2 separate regions of the Mus musculus genome follow, and region 2 is linked to region 1. A link is a contact called in public Hi-C data. All regions are on one chromosome and are shown on one strand. Each heading gives the region's core, a stretch centred on a gene start, on an enhancer-like site or on the middle of the called end of the contact. The rest is flanking DNA. Distances are from core to core; before and after follow the strand shown. Region 1 has its middle 14 kb from the start of Krt14. Region 2 holds the start of Krt42 (keratin 42).

Region 1 (7,651 bases), core at 2,315-4,814:
ATCATCACATGTAGTGCCTTAATGAAGTTGTTTTCACATTGGCTGGGTGTTAGTATACACTTCTACCATGGGGACTCAGTTCTTACATTCTGGGAAATTTCCTCATTTTTAGAGCTTCCTTTATTCACTACCTTTGTCTGGAACTGTTTTTTTTTTTTCTTCTTCCCTTTTTCATGTGTATCCCCTACTCTCTTCTATTTAACTCATATTTCTTCACTTTTGGAAAAAAATTATTAACTTTTTCAACAAAATATGTTATTTAAAATAAAAAAAACCTTTGTGATGTTTTTTAATATTCCATAGTCCTAAATATTTTTTCAATAGCCATTTGTTTTTGACTTAAGATGTCTTATCCCATTGTGTCTGTTAGTCACATCTTAGACAATTCTATTCCTTTTGTTTTCTCAGTTTCCTTGAAGTGCCTTGTTTTGTTTTGTTTTTGTTTTTTAAACTCCATATTTCATACCAGAAACTCTTCTCAGATTCCTTCTGGTCCTTGATAGTCAATCACATTTTAGAGAAAGGTACAATGGAGATGATTTGCATGTGTGTATGTATATATGTGTACATCAGAGGGGTTTGTCTTCTGGAAAGTCTTATCATGAATTGATATGGTGGGGAATGAACTGTTTCCTTGAAGTGCCCCAGGTGTTGTACCTGGAGATAATTTCCCTTGAGATGGGTCTTCTTCAGAAAGGATGTCTCTAATTTCCTGTGTGGGATGTAAATGCTAACAGCTTTCTGGGAGATGTGTGGGATCAGTGGTATGGGAAAGGCCCAGTCTGTTGTGATTTTTTTTTAACAGTCTATTTCAATGTGTTACTCCCTTTCTTGGCTCTGGTTGTTCAGATCCACTAGAGATTATTTCTTTTAAATTCCAGATTCTTTTGGTCCACAGTGGGAGTGGTTGATACCTATTTGGCATACAGAAGGAAAGAGAAACTATAGAGACTTTCCTACTTCTGTTTAAGACCTTTAACCCACTCTCCTATTTCTCTAAGACAGGGTCTCACCATGTAGTCTAGGCTGGCCTTGAACTTGTGATCCAACTGCCTTAGCCTCCTGTATTATATAGGGTTATGAGCATGCACCACTACAGCTGGCTCCCAGTCTTCTGTCTCCAGCTTACTCTTAGCTTATTTTCACAGGTGTCTGAGGTTATGATTTGTAGTCTGCTTCATTCTTGCTTGGGTGAGTCCTCCGTTTCTCTTATGTCTTTCAGATTCTGACACTTTGCCTCTTCTTGCTCTTTGTTCCCATGGATTTTATCCAATTTCAGTCATCCTAGTGGTACTTAGAAGGCAAAACTAAATTATATATTTAGCTTGTCATTTTACTGTGAAATCCCCTTACGTAGTAAAACCATATTTATCTTTCTAGGTTGCTGATCCGGATTCATTATTTTACAATAAATAATCTTTGTTAATTGTTCAGCAAACATCACTCTTTTTCTTTATGGTCACCAAGCCTGTCCTCCAGATTATAGGGTGAACCTATGATTCATACTGAATCTTAAATCCCAATACCCCAAAGCAACTACTGGTAAAAAGTCCCTCATTTTTACATGTATATGAAAACACTTATGTATATTATAATTACAGTTACAGGACACTGAATCCATTTTACATTCAACTTTTCCCATGGTGCTGTGTATCTAACTCTAAGAGCCTCAAGAATGCCAGACAAGCAGGGTATGACACATAGATATCACCAGCCTCAGTTTTTATTAATATAATAAACAAAACACATTCCTCTATTATTAAATATCCCTTTTTAATGTTCTTTTAACTGTTTGTGGCTGCTGTCACTGTAGAAAGAGCACAGCAGCGAACATCCTTCTACCCAACACTTGTCATGAATAAATGTTTTTGGAATATCTCGTTAGGCTTGCTCTCTGAGATGTAATCACTAAAGGAACAGATAGAAATGTTTCAAGGTTTGTAGTTTGTATTGCCAAACTATTTTCAAGAGGCATTGTGCCAATCCAAATATTTACCATCAGGCAGGCAATGGGAAGGTCCAGTTCAAGACACGCCAGCCAACTTTGAGCATTGTCTCGTGAGAGCTTCCTAAATGAAGTGATGCACCCATCTCTTTTAGAGATGACATCGTTCAGAGACCCTTACACAGAGACACAGACTTGTGCTGTTGAACAGCTCCTGGCCTGGTGCACATGTTTGGAATGGGATGTCAGCACACAGGGTGTGGATCCCATGTTCCCCGTGTGTGGGAGCTGTTGGAAAGAGTGGTTGGTGCTACTATGCTCAAATGGTTTGCCTCTGATCTGTGGACCCATGGGAAATTCATGAGAAAGGCTGCCCCTACACAGATAAGGAAGCTGAGGTGTGTATTTGCTGGTTTTGCTTTATTATGATAAATCACAGGATGCTATGCAACTTCACAAAGCCATTTGTTTTGGCTCATGGCTTCAGAGGCTCAGAGTCCCATTGGCTCAGCCTCTGGTGATGACCTTCTTGTAGGTAGAATCCCAAAGTGGCATAGGGCATCACTTGATAGGACACACAGGAGTGCCAGTGCTTATCTGTTTATCTTGTCTCCTCTTTTTTTTCTTCTGTAGCCACCAGGATTCAATAATGACCTTATTTTAATGGATTCACTTTGCAAAGATGCCCCACCTCCCAACACTGTAGTTGGGTTTAAGTGTCCACCTTCCTGATACCATAGAAATAACTGCAGGAGTTGGGTTCCTGCCTAAGATCCTGGGGGAGAGAGGTGTCATGAACTGTATTCAAATCACAGCAAGGCCCAAGATAATCAAGAGGGGCTGGGAGGAGTAGTATTCTTGGGGCTCAGCAGTAGGTAAAACTCCTTGAAGATCAGGGGTGGCATTTTCCTTGCCCATTGCTACATTTTGCAAACATAAAACAGTTGCCTTTTAAGGCAAAATGGGAAGGAAATTCAGTTGGTAGAGTGCTTGCGCAGTATGCCCAAAGCTCTGGGTTCTGTTCTCCAATACCACACAAATCAGGACTCCAGTGGTGGAGGCAAGAGGATTAGAAGTCCAAGGTCACCTTGGCTTTGTGATTTGAGGTCAGCCTGGAGTACAGGAGACCCTATCTCAGCAAACACACCATGCACAGACACAAATAATACCCAGCGATATTAAGACAGAAATAGTGCCTTGATTCTAGGAGCTTCTCTTAGACAAGGGACCTGACAATCTACCTGGAAATGCCTGCTGATCCAAGTCCCATATCAGCCCTGGCTGCTTCTTGAGCTTCCCGGTCAGGATGGAGAGACTCACGGTGTACCTTGTCACTTGTCCAGTTTGAACACACCCTCAGATTCCTTATGCCTGAGTTAGTGTCAAGGTTTGTGAAACACTGTTTTAGATAATTGCTAAGACAATGGCTAGTGCAAGAGTTAATGATAGCCCGCAACTCTCCCCCGCTGATGCAAATCAATTAGTGGTTAGCGTGTGAGGTTTACTTTCTTTGGGCTTTTTGTTTCCAAGAGCTATAAAAAGTTCAGTGTTTCTTCCCAGTGTCTGAGAGAAGCAATTTCTTATGCTAGACCGCCCACTACTGTGGTTTAAGCCTCTGACGCTCTCTGAAGACAAACACAGAGGAAGCAGGCGAAGCTTGGTGTTTTGTTAGTCAACCAGCTACATTAGACTTTATCTAGCAAGTATGGGCGGGCTCCTTGGGCCATGGGTGGGGCTAAGCCGAGGAGCTTTGGTTAAAAGTCTGCTCTCTCAGGCTGTCATGGAACCTTCTCAGAGGAGTTTCTGTCAGGGAGGCTCATTGTATGGGCACAGGGTAGCCTCCATGGGAGGAAGATAATGCTGTAGAAGACAAGTACTGTTTTGAGTCCTGAGGGATGGCATTCTTGACCTGGCCCTTCCTCTACTGTTATCTGGGTTGCTATGGAGACAGACATAGGTGTAGCTCTACTCCCAACAGTTGAATGTTTCTGATGGGATCTTGTGCAGATAAAGGGGTGACAGGCAGATACCAGCACTTCTGGAGACTTCCTTTCCAATTTTACCTCTTGTTGACACATCTGGCCTCAAGGGTCCTTCTTCTTCCTCCAGTTATTAAGCTGTTACACATAAAGTGGATGCCTCTCTCCTTTCCTTCATTTCTCTATGGCAAAATAGAAAATATAAGAAAAACACTTTTCTATCTCTTAGTGCTCAGAGTTTTAAGTTCCCTTAGAGTATTTTCTAGCTGCATTATACATGGTATGTGTGGAAGATAATTTTTCAAATTGCACAAGTGCTACCTTTAATGTTAAGTTTATAGAAAGGTGGTGGTGGTGGTGGTGGGGTGCTGGAGAGATGGCTCAGCAGTTAAGAGAACTGGTTACTTTTCCAGAGTTCCTGAGTTCAATCCCCAGCAACCACATGGTGGCTCACAAGCATCTATAATGGGATCTGATGCCCTCTTCTGGTCTGTGTGGAGACAGCGACAGTGTACTCACATATAATAAGTAAATAAACAAATATTTAAAAGTTAATAGAAAAAAATAAGTGCCAAAGGATGTAGGAGCCAGGAGCTGTGGCACACCCACCACCCCAGCTACTCAGGAGGCTGAGGCAGGAGGATCACTTGAGCTCTAAGTTGTTTGCTTGGTTCATTGAGTTGGTTTGATGTTTTTGCTTTCTTTTTCTTTAGAGGGGCTGAGGATTGAACTGAGAGACTCATGCATGCTGAGCAAGCACTAGATCCAGTATTTGCCTGTTTGATTGATTGTTTTTAATCGGGGACTCACCGTGTAGCCCAAACTGGCCTTCAACTCAAGATTTTCCTACCTCTGCCTCTCAAATGCTGCAGTTACAAGAACCACGATACCTGTCTTTGCAGCCTTTTTAAATTTGGAAATTGATGTGGTATTCAATAAGTAAATTCCCCCTTTCCATCTTTAGTATTTTGGGGGACAAGGTGTCATGTAGTTGAGGCTAGCCTCAGACTCTGATCTGCTGGGGATGGCCTTGAACTCCTGAACCTCCTGCTTCCATCTCTTAAGTTTTGAGATTAGAGATGTGTATCATCCCGCCTCATTAGCTAATTCTTTAGTTTTTAAAATTTTTTATTTAATTTCTTTCTCTTTTCTGTTTTCTCTTTTATGGTGTGTGTGTGTGTGTGTGTGTGTGTGTGTGTGTGTGTGTGTGTATGTGTGTGTGTGTGTGTGTATTAATGAGGCTTATTAGCTAATTTGGGCTACACAGTGAAACTCTGGTTCCAAAACCCAATCAAACACTGAGTGCGGTACTTACTTAGCATATACGAGGCTCTTGCCTCAATCCTCAGAACAAAAATAAAACAAAACCACCAAAACCAAACCAGTTATCCAACCAAACAAAAACCCAGCCAAAACCAAAACCAAAAGCACTTTGCCTGAGCTATCGGCTTCCCAATTTAAAAATATTTGTTTTAAAATTTATGTGTATGAATGTGCCTGTATCTGAGTATAAGTGTGTGCCAGTGGAGGGCAGAAGAGAGTGTCAAATTCCTTGGAACCCTAGTTACAAGTGTAAGCTGACCAATGGGGGCTGGGAACTGAACTTGGGTCCTTTGCAAGAACAGCAAGGATTCATAACTGCCCAGCCATCTCTCCAGTCCCTGTCCAGTCAATAGAGCCAGTTTATAATTTGTCTTGTGCTCAAATAAGATGACTATATAACTGGAAAACGATAACTCAGGGAAGAAAATAACCCAGAATGTAGACCTCGCAGAAGGAGGTCTGGAGGCATTGGAGTGAGTGAGGCCATCGTGGGCTTGGCCCCTGAGTATGAGCATGGCAGATCCTGTGCTGCTCTGAGTGTGTTTTTTTACCTGTATGTCTCCAGTATGAAAACCTAAAGGATTAGGGTTAGGGATTCAAGGCTACAGTAGGTGGGCAAAGCAAGCACTTGCTTACTCCTTTTACTCGCTCTCTATTTTGACAGTTTCTCAGATGGCCCCACCCATTATTGCCTCATTTGAGTCTTGCAACGAGGCTCCAGATAGACATCTGTGTTGTGGCATTTAATGCTGAGCTGGAGCAAGCACCTCTTCCCTGTTGGCACGGTCAAGTTTCCTTGCCGGCTCACATAAGCCTGATTCATCCCATTTTACAGGTGGGGAAACTGAGGCTCAAAGAGGTGGGGCAACTTAGCCTAGAGTTCATGACTGGTAGATGAGGTGACAGGAAAGTCCCCAGGTGAACTGACCTCTGGTCTCCCTTGACTTGATTAGGGTCGCAGAGAAGTTAATGTTCTAGAAGCAGCCCTGTGAATCTAGATCAAGTCCACTACAGGCTGCTTCCCAGCAGGTGGTGTGCTGGGCTAGGTGTAGATGGGGTTACAGTGATATATCAGGTCCCGCCCTGGCTGTAGGGAAAGACTTCCTCACAGCGTCTCACAGATAAGATGCTCTTTGTCCTGCTTCAGGTGCCTCCGTTGTGTGTGGGTGGACAGTGCCCACGGAGGCTGAACTCTTTCTCAACAGCCTGGCCTTGGTGGATCATCTCTCTCCCACTCCTCCTCTGGGCAAAGTGGTGGGGGCTGGGCACTGGAGCTGACAAAGGCCTAAATCATGTCTACTGTTTACCTCGTCTGTGCGGATGGCCCCAAGAAGGCTTGTAAACTTGGTTCTAGGTGGTGGGAATAAAATCCTGTGAAGCTGATCTGCCTGGGCTGGATTCCAGCCTCCTCCCACCTACCTTCTATACAGCTCTGAGGGTGAGAAGGGGTGAGGATGTTGAGACTTAGTCGCGGCGAAGCCTTCTGAGTGTTTGGAGAGGAGATCCTAAGAGAGCAAGAAGTTTTACCTCTAAGCTAGCCCCAAGGGGAGCTGTTTCAGTTGGGTTTACTTTGCCCATCAAAAGGCTTGAATAGTCAGTTTCATATTTCCTTTCCCTACCATCTCTACCATCTCCAGCATCCCCATCAAGACCACCTGTCTAACTCTATTACTCTTTTTTTTTAAAGATTTGTTTGTTTGTTTATTTATTTATTTATTCTATGTAAGTACACTGTAGCTGTCTTTAGACACTCCAGAAGAGGGAGTCAGATCTTGTTACGGATGGTTGTGAGCCACCATGTGGTTGCTGGGAATTGAACTCAGGACCTTCGGAAGAGCAGTCGGTGCTCTTAACCACTGAGCCATCTCTCTAGCCCCAACTCTATTACTCTTACCATCACCATTATTATCTCTTCTGCCCACCATAATCATCACCATTACCACCACGACCACCACCACCACCCTCACTACCTTCATCCCCACCACCCCCACTACCTCCAGTACCATCAATATGCCCAGTACCACTATCTCTAGATCTTTCAAGTGCATTTTCTATATGGGCTAAGTAAACATGTAAAGAAAGTCTCAGGGCACCAAGACCCACACTACGACAGCTGAAGGATGGTTGTACCGTGGGTGTGACAGCAGAAGGATCGTCAGTGCATAATGACAATGAAGGAAACTAATAGAAGACCTTTCCAAAAGACAGGCTAATATCAAACTACCAAGGAGGACCCCCCCCCCACAACACACCCTAGCTCCCATGGGAATCCCTGGGGGCAGACAGTGCTTGGTGGACCTGGTGAAGGCCTGGTGACTTCTGCTTCCTCTCCCCTAGATTATCTTACCTTATCCCTATGGCCACCAATTCTTCTTCCTCCTCCCATCCCCTGTACCTTCCCTTT
Region 2 (7,651 bases), core at 2,352-4,851, 48 kb before region 1:
CTGTCCTGGAACTTGCTCTGTAGAGCAGGCTGGTCTTGAACTCACAGAGTTCCAACTGCCTCTGCTCCCCCCCACCCCCATTGCCACCACCCAGTTTTTATTTTATTTTTTAATTTTTAGTTTTTTAAAAAAATTATATGTGTGTGACTGTTATCCTTGACTATATGTCTGTGTATCGTGTCTGTGGCTGACTGTGTCCTGCAGAGGTCAGAAGAGGGATTGGATCCCCTGGAACTGGGGTTGCAGATGGTCTGAGCCATTGTGTAGGTGCTGGGAATTGAACTTGGATCCTCTGCAAAAGCAACAAGTTCTTTAAACCACTGAGCCATCTCTCTAGTCTTTTATTTCTTAAAACTTCCATCTATGCTGTACAAGCCTTTAAATCTCAGCACTTGGGAGGCAGAGGCAGGGGGATCTATGTGAGTTTGAGGCCAGCCTGATCTACGTAGTGAGTTATAGGACAGCCAGGGCTACACAGAGAAGCCCTGTCTCAACAAACAAAGCCAAGCGGAGCAAAACAAAACAAAGACGACGACAACGACAACAACAACAACAACAACAACAACAACAACAACAACAAAAACCCAAACCCAAGCCAAACAACCTGCACACAGAAACAAGAAACAAAGGCAAAATCTAAAACCAACCCCCCAAAACAACAAAAACATACTCTGTGTGTGAGTGTATGAGTGTGTGTGAGTATATGTATGTGTGAATTTATGTGTGAGTGTTTGAGTTTTAGTGTGTGTGAGAGTGTATGTATGTGTGAGTGTGTATGTATATGTAAATGTGGCTATGTGTAAGTGTGTGAGTATATGTATTTGTGGGTGTGTGTGAATGTATGTGTGAATGTGAGTGTATATGTGTGTATGTGTGCATGTGTGACTATGTGTATATGTGTGTGTGAATGTGACTGTGTATATGTGTATATGTGTGTGAATGTGAGTGTGTATGTGTGTGAGTGTGTGTGCGTGTGTTTCAAGCCTGCCCCAGACCCTGGAGGTCAGAGGATTACTAGTAGAAGCCATCTCTCTCCTACCTTGTGGGTCCTCAGAACTGAACCCAGGCCATTATGCTTGGTGGTAAGTGCCTTTACCATGGAGCCATCTTTCTAGCCTCCTGCTTTTTTATATGTCATTTTGAGACAGTCTCACTAAGTCACCCAGACTGGCCTTGCTCACCCTGCAGCCTAGGGCAGGCCATGACTTTGTTTCTTTCCTGCCTCAGCTCCTCACAGTCTGGTGTTCCACACTGGATGGAGCTGTCTAGACTTTGCCCTTTAGTTGGGTAGGGAAGGCTAGCTAGCCATTCCTTTGTTGTGTGAGGCCTCTCTGGGCTGGGGAGTTAGAACAGAAACCAAGAAACAGACATGGCAGCCTAGAGAAGAGTGGCCTGAAGCTTGCTGTTAGGAATAAGGGACGCCATGGGTCCAGTTGGCAGTTGGTGTGTTGGTGATGAGATATTGGCTGGGACTTTTGGAGGTAAACAGAGGCCTAGCTGACTCAGCATTTCTGGGGCCCTGGAAGCTGAAGTCTGGGGTCACCAGAGGCAGAAACTGGGTATCTTCCCCCCCACCCCCCAAGATCTTTGAGGGAATGTGGAAAGATGGTGATGTTAGCCAGGATTTGAGGAAGCTGAAGGCAGGGTGGGCTTGGGGCTGGAGTCCAGGTCAGAGGGATAGGGTGACCTCCCACCCACTGGCCCACAGCTGAGGGGAGCAGAGGAGCAGGGAGACTGGGGGAGGGGCTGCAGGGAGTGGTCTGATGGGCGATCAAGAGAGCAGCCAGTACAGGGAGATGGCCAGCTCCTAAGGAGAGGGGGTTCTTGGGAGTGAGGCTCTGGCATTATGTGGAGTGTGGGTGGCCTCCATAGCTGGCCTTTCCCTAGAACTTGTTCCTGGCCCACTCAGGTGAATGCAGGTTCTGCCGGCTTCCTTTTCAACCCCAAGACAGTCTAGATTGGCAGGAAGTCCTTCTTGATATCTAACCTTGTGGTAGTGACTGGGCATTTCTCTTTCATGTTGGCTCTGAGTCTCCCTTATCAATAGCCTTCACAGGACAGGTGGAAACGGGTTGAAGCCAGTGCCTTCTCCTTCTTTCTCAGATAGTTCTTACAGTTCTTACTCTGGTGCCTCAGGTGAGGGGCATCTTCCCGTGAGAACCACGCCCTTCAATCTAGCGTCTTTCCAGGAGTTCTGGGCTATCTGGGAAACCCAGTTCCCTCCCTCCTTGTCCCCGAGTGTGGGCAAGGAGCCCAGGCCACCCGTGTGCCTTCCATCTCTGCCTGGGCCCCGGGCCCTGGCCACCCCTGGAGGCTCCACATTCAGACAGGCTCTGCTCAGACGCCAGTGTCCTGGCAGCACCTAAATCATTACCGCCGCAGAGATTAGGCAGCTAATCTCCTTGCTGGGTGGAGCGGCCGCCAGGCTGTGGGATCTCACCGCTCCCCTGCAGGGTGCCTGCTGACTCTCAGGACTGGGATGTGGCTCTTCCATGGGGCCTGACTCCTACTCAGGGTAACCCTGGTTATAGTCCTGCTTTTCTGTGGCTTTCCCTCCCCTGGTGCTGTCTCTGGGAACCCTCTGGGTCGGCTTTCCTCAGTTGTGGGGCAAGTGAGCAGGGGCCACACTTTTTCTCTGGTCTTAGGCTCCGTCTCCATCCTCCACACCCTTTTCCATCTCATCACAGCTTTGCCTGAGTCAAAAACCCTTGGGAGATATCAGTGGGTTTCTCCTTTATTATATATATATATATATATATATATATATATATATATATATATATATATATATATATATAGAGAGAGAGAGAGAGAGAGAGAGAGAGAGAGAGAGAGAGCAGCATGCCATGCTGTGTGTGTGGAGGTCAGAAGACAATTTTGTGGAGTCAGTCCTTCCTGCCTTTACTGTGAGTCCTGGGGATTGAACTCAAGTCATTAATCTTGTACAGAAAGTGCTCTACCTGCTGAGCCATCTTGTCTACCCTGATTTCCTTTTAGAGATGAAGAAACAGATACACGCTCATTGACTTCTTGAAAACCTAGAGCTCCCTTTTGCCAATGGCCGTATTTCTTCTTTCTTAGTCAGGGACCCTCAACTCTGAGGCTATGTCTTACCTTGAAAGCTTGGAATAGTTCCAAGAGAGCTGAGGCTACCCCAACTTAGACTGAGTGGCCCTACCAAGACTGTCATGTATGGGGCAAATATCCACGTCTTTCTCCCCGAGACCCTGGAATGTCAGGAGGGACCAGATCGCCTTCCTGGTTCCTGGGCCTGTGGAGCCTTGTTTGAGGCCCTTCCCTGTTCCTGGGCTAGATTCTTCGGACTCCCCCCAAGAATGAGCTCAGCTGCCTAATTGTGGTTAAGGACGGGAAGATCACCCTAGCCTGGGGCTACAGCTCCAATTCCACCTTTGTTTTGGAACAGAACAATGGACCACTAAGAGGTCACCCATGCTCAGGCTGGGCAGACACAGGAGGGGGCCTCAGGATACAGGGGTGAATTACACAGGTCCAGCCCAAGCCTCAGGCCGGGTGGCTGGCTGGAACAGAGACAAATTACAAGGTTGGGGTTTTGGCTTGGACTTCAAGGAACAGAGGCTCAGTCTCCCTTCAGCCTGGCTATAAAGGGTAGCCCAGGGTCTCCATCTAGTCCAGACCCTGTTGCTTGACCTGAGGATAACATGGCTTCCACTACCAGTGTCCGCCAGTTTTCAACTTCTGGCTCCGTTAAGGGCCTTTGTGCTCCCGGCATGGGATTCTCCCGGATGTCCTCTGTTCGTGTTGGGGGTGCCTGCCGGGCTCCCAGCCTCTTGGGAGGTGGAAGCTGTGGCAATATGTCCGTCACCTCCTCCCGCTTCTCAGCAGGCTTAGGAGGCGGCTATGGTGGTGGCTACACTTGCAGCCTGGGTGGGGGCTTTGGCTCCAGTTTTGGTGTGTCGGATGCCCTCCTAGGGGGCAGTGAGAAGGAGACCATGCAGAATCTTAATGACCGGCTGGCCACCTACTTAGACAGGGTGCGTGCCCTGGAGGAGGCCAACGCTGACCTGGAGGTGAAGATCCGTGAGTGGTACAAGAAGCAGGGCCCCGGACCGGCTCGTGACTACAGCCCCTACTTCAAGACCATAGAGGACCTGCGGAACAAGGTGGGAGCCTCTTACCTCCCTTCTGCTGTCTGCCCATGGTCCATCCTCAGAGTGGAAGACCTCCCCATCATAGACTTCCACCATTTGGCCATTCACCCCTCCTTCTCTCACATCTCTGGAATAACCCAGTGTCTCTGGGGTTGTCCTGGGTTGTGTGGTCTTTGGGAACTCTCCAAGAAGACGAAGGAGAATTTGTCTCCTCTCATGGAACTTATCTGGGGTGGGTGATAGAGGAGGGATGGGATAGCTTCAGGACTTTGAGGGCAGTTGCGGGCATTGCAACTGTAGAGAATAGCCTGATAAAGGGTCTGGGAGGTGGACAGTATCTGGTATGGATGCTGCAACATTAGGCTAGGTATGGTCATCTTCTTTTCTCTGGGGCTACTCTCCTGTAGCCTCACCCTTCTCCAGGTCACCATCCTTGATGGATGGCACCTGTCTTTTATCCAGAATCTTGGTATTCCTTCAACACTTTAATGTTCAGTCTATGCCCCGTTTCTTGCCCTGACTTCAGAGTCTGTGTGTTCTCAGGGTGTGTTAGTTGTGGGTTTCCCTCTCTCTATGATGGCTCTTTCAGGGTCCGGTTTTCAACTCAGACTGGAAGCTAGCTTGACCGAGGCGGACCCTCTCTCTGCCCCTTACATACTTTCTTGATCTCTAAGAAAATGATTTTGGCATCTGTAAATGTGGCCACTCAGGTCTTAGCACAAACCTGCTCTGGGATGGTCTGGGCACTGAGCCCTATGGAAAGCAGAGGTTGAAGATCACTGAGAGATAGACTAGCCACAGACTGGTCCCAGGCAGCTGTGAGGCTGACCCAGGCTCTGGGGTAGAGAGCCAGCCCTACGGCGGTCTAGTGAGGGGCTTTGTCTGCTCCTGCCTGGGTCCTCCACCTGGCATCAGGGGATTCCTGTAATCTCCTTTGGAAGCAGAGATCCTGGCTGTGCCAGATCAGATACCAGGTTTTGTTGGGGCAGCGGGGAACCCAGGGGAATCCTGGTGAGTCAGTGCTCGGCATTTTGGGGTTAGCCAACACTTTGCCATCATCCTCAGAGCAAAGTCCACCCCATTCCCCGGATTTCCATTCCCTGACCTCAATATTCTGGCTAGGCTTCCTGGGCACACTGCATATCAGGTACCTGGGGACACAGAAATGTCCAGGTCTCTGCAGGCTACAGATGGTGAGGCAGAAGAAGGGAAGAAACTTGACCCTTAGGTTCAGCCTGCATGACCAAGTCACTGCATGGAAATTAGGGCCTGGAGTAGGGTCTTGGAGAGGGCTGAGGTGGCCCTAGACATGCGATGGTTCCCATGTCTATGCTATGTCTATGGAACATCTTCCTCCTGGGTCAGTCTGAAACCATGATAACTTCCACCTAGCTCCTGCTATGGGGTGAGTTCTCCTCCCTCCCCACAACCCCATTAACACTCTTGCTCAGGCCCAGCCTTGGGCATTTCCAACAATTATGGACTTCCTGTCTCTTCTTGGGCTCTGCCCTGGCTTTGAGCAGGGGCCCGGTCATAACCTCATTAATCAATTAATTAGTCACATAATTAGACAAATACACCCTGGGGGCTGACTGTGGGCCAGGCGCTGTGCCCAGGCCTGGGGAGTCCAAAGAGAACCAGACAGGTATGGTCTCGATCCATTCCCATGTTGTTCTGAGTCCAGTGGGGGAGCAACTAACACAAAATGTAGTGGAAACTGAGATAAGATTGTCCCAGAGATGGATATGGGCTATGAGGGGGACAGCGGGGAGATGAAGGGGGCAGGGAGACACAGTGACATGGAGGTGGGGGAGTTGGCAGGGCTTTCTGGAGCAGGTAGGGGTGAGCTGGAGGTGAATTTAGTTGGGAATAAGGCCCAGGCAGCTTAGACCCCATGATGACAGATAGATGCCTGTTTTTCTATGTCACCGTGTTATGTCCCATTACTCTGTGAGTCCTTGGTGGCAGGGGGGGGGGGTCTTGGCAGTTGCTGAAACCACTGCTGGGTGTTCAGAGGATGACACCAAAGAGACATTCATCACCTCTCCTATGCAAGGCTGCATGCAATAGCAAGGTACAACAGAGCCTTCTGGGGCTCTGTGGTGGGTACTTGCTCATGGAGTTCACCATCACCCACAGATCCTGGCAGCCACAATCGACAACGCCAGCATCGTGCTGCAGATTGACAACGCTCGCCTGGCAGCCGATGACTTCCGCACCAAGTGAGTCTGTGCCTGTGGGCTGCCCCTGGGGAGCTGGTGGTGGGTTCCCACTCTGCACACAGCACAAGAATGGTGTGTGGACCATGCCCCCTACCTCCAACCCTGCAGGTACGAGACAGAGCTGAACCTGCGCATGAGCGTGGAGGCCGACATCAATGGCCTGCGCCGGGTGCTGGATGAACTGACCCTGGCCAGAGCCGACCTGGAAATGCAGATCGAGAGCCTGAAGGAGGAGCTGGCCTATCTGAGGAAGAACCATGAGGAGGTGAGGCCAGCATAGGAGACATCGGAGAAGCCCGCAGTGAAGCTGGGTCCACAGAACTTCTGCAGGCTGAGTCTGTGTACTAGGTCCAGCCCTCATCACCAGTGCGTTCCTGGCCTGGTGCTGACCCTTAGTGAACCTTGAGTGAAGTTTGGGGCCAGGGGTGAGGGTGGGGATTGCAAAGGGTAGTTGGGAGGGGGCAGGGGATGTGGGGAGTGAAACTCCAGAGACTTCCTTCCGCTCATCCCTGCAGGCTTGGCTGACCGTGCAGGAACAGTTAGCTCACTAATGAGTGAATCAGGCTAACACGCAGTACTAATTATTATAATTAATTATAACAAGGCGCATTTGCTCAACCTTACAACTGATTCACTACAGTTACTTCCACTGATACTGACAACATGGCTCTTGCCCTTCTCCTTTGGAAGCAAAGAAACAGAGGCTCAGAGAGTGTTAGAGACATACCTAGCGCTGTACAGTGACTTGACCTCGTGCCTGTCCTGTCTGACTTGTATCCATCCACACGAGGGTCTGGCTCCATCTCTCCACAACTCCCCACCCCCCTGACTCCCTTTTCTAGAGACTTCTGAATTTTATGTCCCCAGAGTGCAGTCCAAGGATGGAGGTCTAAGACCCCACTTGGGACTCAAGCACTGTGCATTTGTGGTTTCCTTCCCAGCTCAGCACTGCCTGTCCTGGGCCGGGGGAGCTTGACTCCCAGGTGCAGGACACCCAGACAGTGCTCCCCTTAACTTTGTGGCTGAGTACAGAACTGCCCCTTCCCACCAGACCAGCATTGCTTAATACGGTCTGGCTTGGACAGATAGATGCCACCACAGGGTGTCTCACCCATGCTTACGCTCTTGGGTTGATGGCTAAGGGACAAGGCTAGGGGTCAGAAAGTAGGGTGAGGTTGCCTTTTCTTCCCTTCCCCCTCACCGGAAGCTTCCTCTCACTTCATACAAATTCGAATGTAGGTGCTAGGCGCGCTTGTGTTAGAGTGTTTGTTAGGGGAGACTGATGGAATCCACAGTCCA

Evidence for each region. A called contact is a pair of places that touch in the nucleus more often than the background predicts.
Region 2: a Hi-C map of pancreatic cancer cells shows a contact between it and region 1, with 1.9 times the contacts expected there. The contact joins the promoter of Krt42 here to the enhancer-like site in region 1. A contact is called at or near these places in 2 of 39 promoter capture datasets (hematopoietic stem and progenitor cells and macrophages), 11 of 484 Hi-C or Micro-C datasets (the HL-1 cell line, the Patski cell line, adipose-derived mesenchymal stem cells and 8 more), 7 of 115 datasets of contacts at active chromatin or transcription factors (astrocytes, embryonic stem cells and epiblast stem cells) and 4 of 9 other capture datasets (adipose tissue, embryonic stem cells, liver and 1 more).

What each region holds. Positions count from the first base shown.
Region 1 is chr11:100,217,839-100,225,489 of GRCm38.p6, reverse strand. No RefSeq gene overlaps it. Among named protein-coding and RNA genes, the nearest start is that of Krt14, 14 kb to the right of the region's middle. Within about 2 kb of position 3,564, at least 10 of the 459 cell types and tissues checked have an H3K27ac peak or open chromatin away from gene starts, as enhancers often do. A contact at or near this core is called in pancreatic cancer cells and trophoblast stem cells, where this site is marked.
Region 2 is chr11:100,265,901-100,273,551 of GRCm38.p6, reverse strand. It overlaps Krt42 (keratin 42), which reads left to right and starts at 3,601. Exons shown (of 8, transcript NM_212483.3): 1 at 3,601-4,142; 2 at 6,270-6,352; 3 at 6,461-6,617. The coding sequence starts at 3,681.